Regions from separate parts of the Capra hircus genome. Here region 2 is linked to region 1. Evidence: chromatin contacts called from public Hi-C data. All regions are on one chromosome and are shown on one strand. The core of a region is the stretch at or near the end of the contact, and the rest is flanking DNA. Distances in the headings are between cores, read along the strand shown. Region 1 holds the start of TIGD3 (tigger transposable element-derived protein 3). Region 2 has its middle 21 kb from the start of SCYL1.

The links. Hi-C and Micro-C count contacts between places; a contact is called where the count stands out from the background.
Region 2: a Hi-C map of blood shows a contact between it and region 1, with 7 times the contacts expected there. The contact joins the enhancer-like site here to the promoter of TIGD3 in region 1. A contact is called at or near these places in 4 of 5 Hi-C or Micro-C datasets (blood and liver).

The regions. Positions count from the first base shown.
Region 1 is chr29:43,971,587-43,976,214 of ARS1.2, reverse strand. It overlaps TIGD3 (tigger transposable element-derived protein 3), which reads right to left and starts at 2,741. Exons shown (of 2, transcript XM_018043606.1): 1 at 2,544-2,741; 2 at 1-1,615. The coding sequence starts at 1,599. The coding sequence ends at 175.
Region 2 is chr29:44,098,539-44,103,166 of ARS1.2, reverse strand. No RefSeq gene overlaps it. Among named protein-coding and RNA genes, the nearest start is that of SCYL1, 21 kb to the left of the region's middle. Within about 2 kb of position 2,351, at least 2 of the 5 cell types and tissues checked have an H3K27ac peak or open chromatin away from gene starts, as enhancers often do.

The sequences.
Region 1 (4,628 bases), core at 1,492-3,991:
GGCTTGGACAACTTTCACTCAGAGCCTAGACTTGGTCTCCCAACTTGTCTCCCTTCAACACCTTTCACAAAAGCTCCATTTCCACAGGAAAGAGACCAGCCCCCAACCTGCCTTTTGAGAGATGGCGTTTCCATGGGAAACAGGAGAGAAGGGGACTCCGGCAGGAAGAGCCCTTCACAGGCAGCAGAGTCGCTCCACCCCCTCTTCACAGGCATAGAAATTTTCAAATAGCTCTGGGGTGGTGCCACTGCACTCCAACCACCTCCTCAAGGTGCCCAGAGCCTGGAGGGCATCAGCCTTGGTGGGCAGGGGCTCGAAGCTGTCCTCTCCTCCCCCCGCTTCATCTGCAGGGCCCACCTCCTCTTTGCATGCTCCAGACACAGGCTCCTCACTCTCCAGATCCACAAAGCGGGAAAATTCTTCGAGGCTCAGCCCGCCAGGGACCTGCAGCACCTCCAGCACCTCCGAGGCTTGGTCCTGGGCCAGTGGCGTTTTGCCGGGAGCCAGCCCTTCCCGAATGAAGCTGCTCACAATGAGCTGGAGAGGCACCTTGGCCCAGGCCGCTGCTGCCATGTGCAGAGCGTCCAGAACTGTGATGCCCGCCCCGACCTCAGCCAGCGACGTGCCAGCCCTCTCGCTCTGGGCGGCAGCCAGCTTGCTCAACAGACGCCGCCGGTAATGGGCCTTAAACGCCCGGACCACGGAGCTGGGCAGGGGCGGTGTGGGGTTCGCAGCAGACAGAGGCAAGAGCCTCACGTGGCAGAGCCCAGGCAGGCCTGCCACCTCCTCCACCACTCGGGCAGCCATCAGCAAGGCCACCTGCCGGCCCTGCCGCCCCATGTCCCGATCGAACTGTGACAACCACTCCGACCAGGGGATGGCCAGGTCAGGGTGGTAGGAGGCAGGCAGGGCCTCGCTGCTGACCCCAAAGAAGCATCGTGGGGCAGCCTGGGGCCCACTGACCAACAGCCGCCGTTTCTCTGTGCCCCTGCTGTTGGCACACAGCAGCACCTGCACCCGATCACACGTACCCACTCTGCCGGGCACTGCCCGATACAGCAAGGGCACTTCAACACAGCCAAAAATGTCCTCTGGGGAGAAATCTTTAAGAGAAAGAGGCAGCTGGGCCTGGGGAGTGGGAGCTGGGGGAGGCGGCTCAGGGGGGAACGGAGGTGCCAATATGTGGCGGGCCCCGAAGCCCACGTTGTTTCGGCGTTTCCAGCGGACCAGCCAGCCGATGCTGGGCACAAAGTCCTGGCCCAGGATGTCGGCCAGCTCCTTGGCTTTGTGGAGCAGCATGGGCCCCGTCACGTCCCAGGCCTTGGCCCGGGCAATGTGGTACCAGCAGAGCAGAGCCTCGTCGATGCCGCTGTACTTGGACTCCCGCTTGCGCTTGCGCTCCCGGTTGGCCGTGCCGCTGCACCAGTCCGCCAGCAGCTTCTCTTTATTCTTGCAGATGCGGGAGATCTGAGGCTGGGAGACCTGGAAGCGCCGGGCCACCTCCGACTGGGACATCTTGGACTCATCCAGGAGTTCCAGCACCTGGATCTTCTCAGCCAGGGACAGGGCATGAAGCTTCTTCTTGCCACACAGCTCCATGGCCTCTCAGCAGCACCTGGACGGGGAGGAAAGGGTGAGCAGGGGACCGACGGTGGAGGCCACGCGGGTTAGGAGAGGAGCGCAGCAAGGAAAAGAGAGCATATGGGGCAGGGAGACAGGTTGGTGTGGAGGGGCGGAGGGGCAGTCCAGGGAAGGCTGGACCAGCTGGGAGAGGGTGAGGGTACCCTGGGTAGGAGGTGAGAAGGCTGGGCTGAAAGGAAGGGAAAAGGCCAGGCTGGGTGGGCAGTGGGCCGGGCACTGATGGGAAGAACGACAGAATGGAGCCTGGAGGGGGTGGCCCCCTGGTCAGAGGGAGAAAGGGGTCCGCGGGAGAAGGATGAATAGAGCCGAGGGGACAGCTGCAGACACAACAAAGGAGCGTGGACCGGGGAGGACAGGGGGCTGGGGCCGAGGCGGGCAGGTGTACGGGATAATCAGAGCCCGTGGGAGGAACCCCCAGGACGGGGAGGGGGCGGTGGGCCTAGGCTGAATTTAGATGAAAATGTTGGGGGCAGGGTGGTGGAGTGAATGAACAGAGTTGGGGGGACAGGTGTACAGACGACAAAGAGGGACAGACTAGGGGCTGAAGAAGCAAGTCTAATTTGGGGCTGGGTCCTGAGCAGGAAAGGCTGGGCCGGGGTCCGACCTGGAGAGGGGGTGGGTGGGAGCACAAGGCCGAAAGGCAGGTGCACAGGCGACAAAGGGCAGGAGGGGTTAGGAGGCCGCGGGCAGCGAGAGGGGCGGGTTGTCCTCAGCGGAGAGGTTTGTGGCCTGGGAGGGAGGAGGAACGAGCGTACGGGACCCAGGCAGGCCAGGAGTCGGGCTCCGCAACTCGGCCGGCCTCTCCCTCTGGTGACCCGGAGTCCATCGGCAGGGCGGACCCAGTCATCTGCCTGCCCGGCCTCCCCGCCTCCCTGCTTCCAGCCCTTCCGCTCCGCACCCACCTCAGGCGCTCGTCCCGCGGCTGCCGCCCCGGTCCCAGCCCTGGCTAGGGCCGGACTCTCGAGCCCCTCTCCCGGCGGCTACCGGAGAGCAGGAGAGGGACGCGCCGAGCGGACAGAGGTGCTGCGCGGGCGGCGGGCGCGCGCACCCTTCACGCGCAGCTCGCGCGGGGGTCTCTCCAGGCTGGGAAGACCGCGGTCCGCCGCTCAGCTCCCACCCGCCGCAGCCCCGCCCCGAACCAATTAGATTGGCCTTCGGTGGAGTCGGTCCCGCCCCCGGCTAAGTCTCATTGGACATTGAGAAAGTGGCGGGTCGTCAGGTCCCCGGGGGGACGGCGCTTTCTGCAAGAAGGGGTGGCGAGGCGGAGACTGGTCTCGGCGGGAGTCCTGGATGCGCTGCCAGCCTCAGAGGACCCGGCCCTCAGAGCCTGACAGGACTCGGCAGCGTGGACACAGGACGTCTTCCTGGCCGTGACCCTAGGCAGCTTCCTCATCTACCAAACAAACAGATCTCGTTCCTCTCACCCAGTGATCTTTAAAAAATAGAAGTTATAAGCCACACAAAAGATGTTACCATGGACAGCACTGACCTCAGGTCGGTCAGCCAAGGTACAACAGACTGTTGTATCCACGCGTTCTGGGAAACAAACTCACTCAGAAGGACAATGCAGATAGTGAAGTGCAGGTTATTACACTAGCTGGCCCAAGGCAGAGTCTCCTCTTAGCCAAGGACCCCGACCTGTTTTTGTGAAAACCTTATATATCTGTGAAGGAGGAAACAGAACAGGCTTCATCTTGAAAGCAGGACTCCATCTTGGGCTGGACTGTGGACTTGGAGCTTTATGCCCAGTATCTATGGAAACGACATACCAATTGGAAAACCAGACCCCCCAGATGGAAGAGCCCCAGGGCTCATACCTAGACTCTCTGTCGCCTGAAAGAATACCCTAATTATCTGTATAATCTAATGGAATCATAAATTTTATTATGCTTATTGGGGTATGACCACAGGCCTATTGATAATTGTCCACTGTTAACTACCTAGGCTTAAGGCATATGAATCATGGGTTAACTTTGATTGTATCTTTCCTTTCCTTTGTTCAGACTAGTTTCAGGGAATTTGGGGAAGTGGGTTCGGGCATGTACACTTAGGGTATTTAAGGTTTTCACAAAAACTGGTCAGGGTCCTTGGCTAAGAGGAGACTCTGCCTTGGGCCCGCCGGTACAATAAACTGCCCTCCACTATCTACATTGTCCTTCTGAGTGAGTTTGTTTCCCGGAATGCGTGGCTACAATACCCTAAGTATATCTGCCCAAACCCACCTCACCAAATTCCCTGAAACTAGTCTGAACAAAGGAAAAGAAAGATACAAAGTTAACCCGTGATTCATATGCCTTAAGCCTACATGGTTAACAGTGGAGAATTATCAACAGGCCTGTGGTCATACCCCAATAAGCATAATAAAATTTATGACTCTATTGGGTTACACAGATAATAAGGGTATTCTTTCAGGTGATGGAGAGTCTAGGTATGAGCCCTGGGGCTCTTCCATCAGGGGGTCTGGTTTTCCAATTGGTATGTCGTTTCCATAGATACTGGACATAGAGCTCCAAGTCCACAGTCCAGCCCAAGATGGAGTCCTGCTTTCAAAATGGACCCTGTTCCGTCTCCTCCTTCAAGACTACTTGCTTGGGGCTAGTTGAGTTAGGGCACGTAGAGATTAATTTTTTAGTTTTGGTACCTTTTAGGCAAGACTCAAGTTCCTAAAGTCAAGATTTTGTAGTATTCCTTTCCTTGGTAGACTTCAGTTCTTTGAAATCCAACAGACTTTTTAACCCCGGGTCTAGAGTGCCGAATCCTCAGCTCTAGCCTGCTTTCCTCTCCCTTCATAGTCAATTGAAAGGCTGGGGCCACAGGTGAGTCCCCCTTCTCACAGGCTTTCCTTCCCATCCCATCCCTGATCCCTCTTCCATCCTTCTATGTCTCATCCTAAATCCTCCTTCAGCAACCTTTCCAAATCTCAGCAATGCCGGGTTCTCATCAGCATTCTCATCTTCTACACTTACTCCACCTGCAAGGATCGTCTC
Region 2 (4,628 bases), core at 1,102-3,601, 130 kb before region 1:
CTTGGAGCTTGCTCAAACTCATGTCCATTGAGTCGGTGATGCCACCCAACCATCTCATCCTCTGTCGTCCCCTTCTCCTCCTGCCTTCAGTCTTTCCCAGCATCAGGGTCTTTTCCAATGAGTTGGCTCTTTGCATCAGGTGACCAAAGTATTGGAGCTTCAGCTTCAGCATCAGTCCTTCCAATGAATATTCAGGAGAGATTTCCTTTAGGATTGACTGGTTGGATCTCCTTGCAGTCCAAGGGACTCTCAAGCATCTTCTCCAGCACCACAGTTTGAAAGCATCAGTTCTTCGGTGCTCAGCCTTCTTTATGGTCCAACTCTCACATCCATACATGACTACTGGGAAAACTATAGCTTTGACTATACAGATCTTTGTTGGCAAAGTAATGTCTCTGCTTTAAAATACACTGTCTAGGTTCGTCGTAGCTTTTCTTCCAAGGACCAAGCGTCTTTTAATTTCATGGCTGCAGTCACCATCTGCAGTGATCTTGGAGCCCAACAAAAGAAAATCTGTCACTGTTTCCATTGTTTCCCCATCTATTTGCCATGAAGCGATGGGACTAGATGCCATGATCTTCATTTTTTGAATGTAGAGTTTTAAGCCAGCTTTTTCACTCTCCTCTTTCACTTTCATCAAGAGGTAGGAGAGATAAGAAAGTGAAAGTGAAGTTGCTCAGTCGTGTCCGACACTTTGTGCGACCCCATGGATTGTAGCCCACGGAATTTTCCAGGCAAGAGGACTGGAGTGGGTTGCCATTTCCTTCTCCAGGGGATCTTCCTGACCCAGGGATCAAACCTGGTCTCCCACACTGCAGGCAGAGGCTTTACCTCTGACCCACCAGGGAAGCAAGAACACACAGAGAACTATACAAAAAAGATCTTCATGACCCAGATAACCACGATGGTGTGATCATTTCTGCCATAAGGGTGGTGTCATCTGCACATCTGAGGTTATTGATGATATCTCTCCCGGCAATCTTGATTCCGGCCTGTGCTTCATCCAGCCCAGCATTTCACGTGATGTACTCTGCACTTACGTTAAATAAGCAGGGTCACAATATACAGCATTGATGTACTACTTTTCCAATTCTGAACCAGTCTGTTATTCCATGTCTGGCTCTAACCATTGCTTCTTGCCCTGCATACAGGTTTCTCAGGAGGCAGGTAAGGTGGTCTGGTATTCCCATCTCTTGAAGAATCTTCCACAGTTTGTTGTGAGCCACATAGTCAAAGGCTTTAGCGTAGTCAATGAAGCAGAAGTAAATATTTGTCTGGAATTATCTTGCTTTTTCTGTGATCCAATGGATGTTGGCAATTTGATCTCTGGTTCCTCTGCATTTTCTAAATCCAGCTTGTACATCTGGAAGTTCTCGGTTCACATACTGTTGAAGCCTAGCTTGAAGGATTTTTGAGCATTACCTTGCTAGCATGTGAAATTAGTACAACTGTGCACTTGTTTGAACATTCCTTGGCATTGCCCTTCTTAGGGATTAGAATGAAAACTGACTTTTTCAGTCCTGTGGCCCCTGTTTTGTTTTCCAAATTTGCTGGCATATTGAGTGTAGCACTTAAACAGCATCATCTTTTAGGATTTGAAATAGCTCAGCTAGAATTCCATCACCTCCACTAGTTTTGTTCGTAGTGATGCTTCCTAAGGCCCACTTGACTTCACACTTCAGGATGTCTGACTCTAGTGAGTGATCACACCATCGTGGTTATCTGGGTCATGAAGATCTTTTTTGTATAGTTCTCTGTGTGTTCTTGCTTCCCTGGTGGGTCAGAGGTAAAGCCTCTGCCTGCAGTGTGGGAGACCAGGTTTGATCCCTGGGTCAGGAAGATCCCCTGGAGAAGGAAATGGCAACCCACTCCAGTCCTCTTGCCTGGAAAATTCCGTGGGCTACAATCCATGGGGTCGCGCAAAGTGTCGGACACGACTGAGCAACTTCACTTTCACTTTCTTATCTCTCCTTGCTATTCTTTGGAACTCTGCATTCAGATGGGTATATCTTTCCTTTTCACTTCTCTTCTTTTCTCAGCTATTTGTAAGGCCTCCTCAGACAATCATTTTGCCTTTCTGCATTTCTTTTTCTTGCGGACGGTTTTGATCACCATGTCCTGTTACAATGTCCTGAATTTTTGGTCATAGTCCTTCAGACACTCTATCAGATATAATCCCTTGAATCTATTTGTCACTTCCACTGTATAATCGTAAGGGAGTTGGTTTAGGTCATACCTGAATGGTCAGCAATAAAGGTAAACATTTGTTGAACAAACAAGGGTAGCATTAAGAAACACTCCACGGACAGGGTGTGCAATACTATTATAGTCCACTAGATGGTGGCAAAGCACACTCATTTCCAGTTCCATAAATTTGCATCTCCTGTGGCTAGCCATCCTTACCATAGCAGGTAGACAGGACATTATCTCCATTTAACCAGCAGGAAAGCAAGGACCTGGAAAGCGCACATGACATCCCAGTTTGCCAACTTGTCAGAGCCAGCCAAGACACCAGGATCTGACTCACGTCTCCTAGATTTTCAGAGCATCTGAATCAGCAACCCAGCTAGATACTCCCATTTTTCACTTTCCCTGTACCCTGCCCTCTCTCCAATCTCATTATCCTAGTTGCACCCTTTGCTGAGGTCAGGAATCTATTTCCCAAGTCCAGACCAACTAGCCCTGGGCCTGGGAGACTTCAGGGCAAGTTTGGAGAGGTTACAAAATGGAGCTATCTCACTTGAGCTCATGTTTGTTAGGCACCCACAGTACTACTAGAATTATCAGGATAATGGAATCCCAAAAAGCCCAGTGTGAAAGCCCTTGGTACAGCTGAAGGGGTATATAAAGGACTTGCCTGGGGTTCACTTATATTATTGAGACCTAGCCCCTTGACTTGGATATAGCCTTCAGAAAAGTTTGATGTTGGCCTCCTTCTGCATTCTTTTTGTGCCAAGGAGGAAATGACTTCCAGGATGCTTCTCTGGCCCTTCTCATTGCTGACCCTGGTGCTGACATTTCCTGATCCTGGCCAATTTTGAGCCTAAGCAGTGCCAGGAACCATGTAGCCCCTGGTGAATCCCTAGCCACTCTTCTTTCTCCTTTGCTCTCCAGGTAAGTCCTTCCAGGGAGTCCTCCAGCTCTGGAAGAACAAAGACTTAACCAAGCCCAGGGACCATCGTGTTGGAGATTAGATTGCTGCTGACCCACTAGACGGTTATTTTTTTAATTCAAGTATATTTGGTTTACAATGTTGTACTTCAGGTGAACAGCAAGTGAAGATTATATATGTGTATATAAATTGCATAATACATTATATACTTTTTCAGATTCTTTTCCATTATAGGCTATTACAAGATATTGACTAGTTCCGTGTGCTATATATGCTAGGTCCTTGTTATATATAATTGGACAGTTGATTCTTCAAAACAAATTATTTTTGGTTGTGCTGAGTCTTCATAGCTACCTGCAGGCTTTCTCTAGTTGCAGCCAGCAGGGGCTACTGTTCTTTGAGGTGCATGAGCTTCTGCTTACAGTGGGCTCTAGGTGCACAGGCTTCTGCAGTTGTGACTCTTGGGCTCGAGTGCAGGCTGTTGCTCTCCAGAGCATGTGCAATCTTCCTGCACCAGGGATTGAACCCGTGTCCCCTGCACTGGCCAACCAATTTATATCCACTGCACCACCAGGGAAGTCCCTGGATAGTTATGTGAGGACATTCGTGCACTTACATAGACCATAGAGTTGAAGTGTTGGAGGCTAGGGTTCAAATTCCAGCCCTCCCACCTTGCCAGTGTCCCAGTCAGAGCTTGCTTCTCCATTTGCAACACATAACTTGAGTTCAGAAATATAGGACAGAGATTCATTTGCTAAAGCCTCTCCCCACTTCAGTATCCTTGCCTGGAGAATTCCATGGACAGAGAAGCCTGGTGGGCTAGTGCAGTCAGAAAAACCTGAGGGGCCAAGGGTATAGCCAAGGCTGGGAGACCTGTGCTAGGTACAGCATCTCCTTTAGACCTAGGTCTGAAGACCTATAGCTGGCCAGGTTTACTGGAAGGAGCCTTTTACCTACCCATGCAGGGAATACAATCTGAGGAGCTAGGACATCTTAGAGTTTGAGAGAATGGGTGGGACCAAGAGGATATTTCAGTTGCAAATAAGGGATTATCTGCTGGTATACAGGCCATTTTTGGCCACCTGATATGAAGAGCCAACTCACTGGAAAAGACCCTGATACTGGGAATAAATGAAGGCAGAAGGGGAGAGAGAATGAGATGGTTGGATGGCATCACCGACTCAAATGGATGGCTAGTTTTTGAGCACACTCTGGGAAATGGTGAGGAACAGAGAAGCCTGGCATGCTGCAGTCCAAGGGGTTACAAAGAGTTGGACACGACTTGGCGACTGAACATACAAGTCATTCCACAGGACACGTGACCACATAACCAACTTGCAGCTTGGGAACTGACAACTGAAAAAGATTGCGTCCGAGTCACCTACTGTCAGAGCTTGGCCTTACTTTGATATAATCGGTGGTTAACACCTCTCCTCCCCATGTTCCCCAGTTGTTTCTCTTCATCCCAGCCCAGCTCACAAGCAACTAAGCAGCAGAAAGGAGGCTTCTTTAAACA